Regions from separate parts of the Sus scrofa genome. Here region 2 is linked to region 1. A link is a contact called in public HiChIP or PLAC-seq data. All regions are on one chromosome and are shown on one strand. Each heading gives the region's core, a stretch centred on a gene start, on an enhancer-like site or on the middle of the called end of the contact. The rest is flanking DNA. Distances are from core to core; before and after follow the strand shown.

Region 1 (2,700 bases), core at 42-2,541:
ACACTTTGGCAGGCTTTCACCGGGTCACTCGCATACCTCTCCCCCATTCTCAGATCACTCTTCCTCATTAGAAGTTATGTTTCAGAGCTGAAGGAGGCCATGAAGAATCTCTGGTCCCACCCCAACTCAATGCTTCTATCTCCTTGTGCAGATGTTGCTCAGGCCTTTACTTTCTTACCTTTAGAGATGGGGCCAGTCACTATCAGATCTATCCTTGTACACTACCTGGATAGGGCAGGGAGCCCCATCCATCTCTCTGTGACTTTTTTTCCCATCCTAAATCTGCCCTTAGGATCACCCAACATCTGGGCTTCTTGTACCGCTCTCCCACCCTCCTTGCCTGGTCCTAATTCCCTTTATTCCCAGTCACTGCACCCTCTGTCCCTTGGGACTCCCAATCCTCAAGGCAGGGATCTGTCATTCCCCGTGGGAGTTTCCGAGCTCCCCCATCCTGAGACTCCTCCTTACTTTGGGACTCCGTTTCTCCGTGTTGCGGCTCACCAATACCGGGGTATCATACTTGAGCAGAGAGTCGGCGGGGGGGATCATGGCGGCGGCGAGGGTAGCAGCACAGCAGCGACCCTCCTGTCAGGGCAGTGTTTGCCGTCGCCATGGAAACGTCCTTGACATCCTCATGGCCTGGGCGGGGCTTCGAGGCGGGGCGGGGCCAGCAGCTCGAGAGTTTCTTTCTGCTCAACCTTCGAGGAAAGTTCTCCTGCGTTTAGCTTGTCAAGCCTCCTGCTCACCGGGATCGCCTTAGCACTCTTGGAAGCAGGGGAAACTTGAGTTCTGGATCCCTTCGCTGCGTCCAGCTCACGGTTTGAGTAAGGCGCAGATCACTTTCGCTGATCCTGGATTTTGTCACCCGCAAATGGAATCATTTGACTCCTCAGTGAAGGCTGAGGAAGATTCCCAGAGGAAGGCATTTAAAGTTCCCAGGTTTTAAAAAGAGTTTGCCTTTAATGGAGAAATGGCGACGATTTGCCCGGCCGACGATTTGCCCGGGCTACGATCTGTGATTGCATTTCCTTCTCTTCCCCTTTCCTTCGTATTTCCAAACGTAAATGTCATCACAGTCTGCGCACAATTTTGCATCTTGCTTCTTCCATTTAACAAGTCAGACTTTTTTCCATTTGTCGTATAGTTTGTAAATACCATTGCAAATGGTGACATAATCTCTTTTCTACTGCTGGATGTGTAGTTTGTCCCCATGTTTAGTAACTAGTAATAACGCGTCAACAAACAACCTTGAGAGGAGCTTTTTCCCCCCAATTTGTTTTTGAAACCTAAAACTCCCGCCCCACAGAGTCGGGTCCCTAAGGCCCCGCCCACTCGGGATTCTGATCGCGTTATCCGCCGCGAGGGTTTCTGGGAGAGCGCGCACCCGGAAGCGGAAGTCCAGGACTCAAGTCCGTCATTTCCTTCACGGAGAGGAGCGCGACGGTCCTGTTTTTCCTTGGCTCAGCCGTTTCACAGCATGAAGGAGGTGAAGAGCGAGCGGGAGCGGGGAAGTCGGCGAAGGCACCGGGACGGGGACATGGTGGCGGCGGCGACGGTGGTGGTGAAGCAGGAGCGCCTCAGCCCGGAATCCGCGCCTCCTGTCCATCGCCGTCCGGACTCCTCCGGCGGTAGCCCTTCCCCGCTGGCCGGCGAGTCAGGCCGCCCCGGTCACCGCGGGAACCGAGCTCGAGGAGGTAGCCGGTAAGTGGGAAGCAGCCTGGGGTAGACCTGAGGTCGGGCTTTTTGAGAAAGGGGGACAGGGCTGGCACCAGGAGCACACCTTGAATGCTGAGCGCGGCAGCTTGAATTAATCCTAAGGCGATAGAAGTGACCGGTTGTGAGTGTGTTAACGTTTACTCTGATACCTGTTACTTGCGTTATACCTGGGCGTTAAACGCCTAATGCCTGATGGGCAAGTTCTTGCTCCTTCATCTCTGTGTGCTCAGCATTTCTCCGAGTATGGTCCAGCTGATGACAATGATAGTTTATGTTGAAATGAAAGATTTTTCCCACCTGCCTCCAAATGGGGTTATTTTTTCAGTTATCTGCCCCAAGAAGTTTTCATATCCTGAGCCTAGGTGATCTGTCTGATATTCTGGGGGGAAATTGTCTTTTGCGAACAATTTATTCATTCATTCGACATAGTTTTGTCGAGTACTTATTATGTGCTAAAGACCTCATAGGTTATAAAATAATGTGGAAAATAGCTATGTACAATTTTTTAAAATATAAATGTATATGTGGAATTTGAATCAAACTGTAAAATTATACACAGATAAAACTGAAATAAAGAAAATAATGGGAGTTCCCATTGTACCTCAGCAGTAACGAACTGGACTAGTATTCTTGAGGACTATGAGGATGTAGAATTCATCCCTGGCCTCGATCAGTGGGTTCAGGATCCAGCGTTGCCATAAGCTGCATTGTAGGTCGAAGATGCGGCTCTGATCCTGTGTTGCTATGGCTGTGGCGTAGGCCAGCAGCTGTGGCTCTGATTTGACCCCTAGCCTGGGAACTTCCATATGCTAAGGGTGTGGCCCTAAAAAGACAAAAAAAAAAAAAAAAAAAAAAAGGAAGAAAGAAAGAAAAAGAAAAGAAAATATGAGGCAGGCAGGCAGGCCGTCCTGGGTATTGGGGTGGAAAGAATGAGCATGATAGATGATCTCTACCCTGGTGAAACTGAGATGCTCTAGCCCTGAG
Region 2 (2,758 bases), core at 127-2,626, 220 kb before region 1:
AAATATCTGCTAAGAAGTGAAAATTTAACTTTTTGGAATTGAAAAAGCAATATTAAATACTAATGAAATCCTAATTAAATGCTTATTTAAACCTGGTAGTATCTGTGGCATTTTTTTCCCATCCCTGCCCATGGTTGTCCATTTTCAACCGCTTCCCCCCATCCCCAGGCATCAAAGTCTTAGACAGGGGACAGAAAGGAAAAGGTCGGTCACCAGGAGAGTCTGCAGGTTTCCTTTTAATCAAGGCTCTGCTAAAAGTGTTTCCTGGGGCTAAGAGCCCCCAAAGCATGAAATGGACATGTAACACCACCTGGATCCCACAAAGCAGGCCAGACCACTCTGGCAAGCACTGCTGGCCTGCCCAAATCCGGATAATCAGACTGGGTATTCGCTGGCTACATTTCAAAGCTCAGCACTGCCTTCGGCCAGGATGAAGTGGGAGTGAACCCAGCTGCCAGCAGAGCTGCCACCCCAGGCTGAGAGCCAAATACCAGCCACTGCCAGTGAAGACTGGCCCCTTTATTGAAAGGGAGTTGTTCAGAGTCCAGCCACCAGCCCCGGGGAGGGAGAGAAGTCAGGGCGCCCCGCTCGGAGATGGTCAGGGCTCCGCAGCTCCATCGCCAGCATCCTTTGGAAAGCCACCTCTGGTGGAGACAGCTGGCTGGGAGGGCGCTCCAGGTTTGGCTGAGACGTTCTGATTGGAACAGGTTGGGGGGGGGAAAAAAAAGTGAGGCTGGGAAGAAAGGCCCTGGATTAGGCCCCCGCAAGAGATGGCCACTTGGCATCTGGATAGCACTTAACTTTTTCAAAGCCTCTCATCCAGATGAAAGGCAGTGGGGGTAAAGCGGTGGGGACACTCTTCCACCCTCCAGGGAAAGCTAGGGCTAGCAAGTGCGGCCAGTGGGTAGTCCCCACCTCCCAGGCCCAGCCCGGGGTGGGCACTGACCCCGCCACCAGCCGGCTCCGGGCGCCGGCGGCCCAGCTGCCGCAGCATCTCCTCGCAGGCGGCGATGGTGTCCAGGAGCTGCCGCTGCCGCTGCTCCACCGCGTCCAGCAGCTGCTGGGCGCGCTCATCCCGGGGCGGCTGCGGGGGTGGCCTCCCGCCGAGCCCCAGCCCCGCCTTCCCACGGTCCACGCCGGCAGCCTCCCTGCCCGGGAGAGAGCGAGACAGACGGTCAGGGCCGGCGCTTGCGCGGGGTCAGAGCCCCTTCCCCCCTCCCCGACGGGCCCCCTCTCACCCCCGTGACCAGTCTGAGCCCGGGCCCCATTCCATCTCCGCCTGCGCGGCCCGACCACCGCCCCCCTTTCGGCCGCCCCCCCTCCCCAGCGCTGCGCCAGGGCTCCGCAAAGCTGCGCCCCGCCCCGTCCCCACCGGTCTCCTTCAATCCTCCTGGGGGTCGCGGTCCCTTTAAGTTGCCCGGCGCGGAGGTGGGGCCGAGCTTCTCGAACCGGAAGCTGAGTGGGCGCGTCACTTCCTCCCGGAAGTGGGTCTGGGCGGATGTCTCCGGCGCGTCCGTGCAGGGGGCTGAGGGCCGCGGTGGCTGCCAGCATGGGGTTGAGCGAGGGGCCGGCGGGCTCCGCCCGGAGCGGGCGTCTCCTCCGCCCGCCGAGCCCCGCTCCGGCAGCGCCGGGGGCCCGGCTGTTGCGGCTCCCAGGGAGCGGGGCCGTGCGGGCCGCAAGCCCGGAGCGCGCCGGCTGGACCGAGGCACTGCGGGCCGCCGTGGCCGAGCTGCGCGCCGGCGCCGTGGTGGCCGTTCCCACCGATACGCTGTACGGCCTGGCCTGCTCCGCGAGCTGCTCAGAAGCACTGGGCGCCGTGTACCTCGCCAAGGGCCGCAGCGAGACCAAGCCGCTGGCCGTATGCCTGGGCCGCGTGGCCGACGTCTACAGGTGAGGCCGCCCCGACCCGGCCCCGCTGGGGGCGGCACCGCGGGAGGGGTTTCCGGTGACAGGCTTGGGAGACTGAGGCGCAGAGAGCGGGAGGGGCTTGTCCATGCTCACCCAGGAATCCGGAACTGGAAACGTGTGCGAAGCACTTGGCGTCTGCCAGCCTTAAACGAGCTCGGGGGCGCACCGATAATTGAGGCAGTAGGGGTCCCTATTCTGACGCTTTCGTGGTAATGGGGGGGGGGGACTGCCACGGTTTAAGAAAAAAGCGGGGGACCACATTGCTTAGTTTAATAGTGCCATGAAGAAAGTAAAACATGGAGCGTGAAAGCGCTGTAGCTCGGAGACGAGAGGCATGTGGGCTCCAAGCTTGGGATGCTCCACTGGTGCCCTACCTTCTGCTCAAATTCTTGGGGGCTTGAAGAAAAAAGACAGGTGGATCCCCTTGTAGTCGCTAGGGTCACCTTTTCTAGATCTCCCTAGAGTCTGGAATAGGACCAGCAGTGCCTTTCGTTTGGTTGGATTTGTGCCCACTTTGTTCCCAGGTACTGCCATGTGAGAGTACCTGAGGGGCTCCTGAACGACCTGTTGCCAGGACCAGTGACCCTGGTGATGGAACGCTCAGAAGAGCTCAACAAGGACCTGAACCCCTTCACTCCCGTGAGTCAGGTTCTCTTGTGTCCCCAGACTCTTGCCATTTGGCTTTTGCTAGGATCCAAGTCAGACCCATTGCCCACCCCTTCCAGCCTTTCTGATGATGCCCTTTCCCTTGCCTCAAAGCTTGTAGGCGTCCGGATTCCCGACCATGCCTTCATGCAGGATTTGGCCCAGGTGTTTGGGGGACCACTTGCCCTCACCAGCGCCAACCTCA

What was found. HiChIP or PLAC-seq counts read pairs in DNA pulled down with a chosen protein or histone mark.
Region 2: an H3K27ac HiChIP or PLAC-seq map of alveolar macrophages shows a contact between it and region 1. The contact joins the promoter of C6H1orf122 here to the promoter of DNALI1 in region 1. A contact is called at or near these places in 2 of 5 promoter capture datasets (fetal liver and liver), 3 of 47 Hi-C or Micro-C datasets (embryonic fibroblasts and retroperitoneal adipose tissue) and 1 of 2 datasets of contacts at active chromatin or transcription factors (alveolar macrophages).

What each region holds. Positions count from the first base shown.
Region 1 is chr6:93,610,854-93,613,553 of Sscrofa11.1, reverse strand. DNALI1 (axonemal dynein light intermediate polypeptide 1) reads right to left here and starts at 1,291. Exons shown (of 7, transcript XM_003361926.3): 1 at 585-1,291; 2 at 469-583. The coding sequence starts at 613. SNIP1 (smad nuclear-interacting protein 1) reads left to right here and starts at 1,385. Exons shown (of 4, transcript XM_021095969.1): 1 at 1,385-1,701. The coding sequence starts at 1,478.
Region 2 is chr6:93,832,384-93,835,141 of Sscrofa11.1, reverse strand. C6H1orf122 reads right to left here and starts at 1,376. Exons shown (of 3, transcript XM_021095979.1): 1 at 1,239-1,376; 2 at 947-1,148; 3 at 217-694. The coding sequence starts at 1,273. The coding sequence ends at 599. It overlaps YRDC (yrdC domain-containing protein, mitochondrial), which reads left to right and starts at 1,366. Exons shown (of 5, transcript XM_021095978.1): 1 at 1,366-1,890; 2 at 2,433-2,547; 3 at 2,668-2,758. The coding sequence starts at 1,499.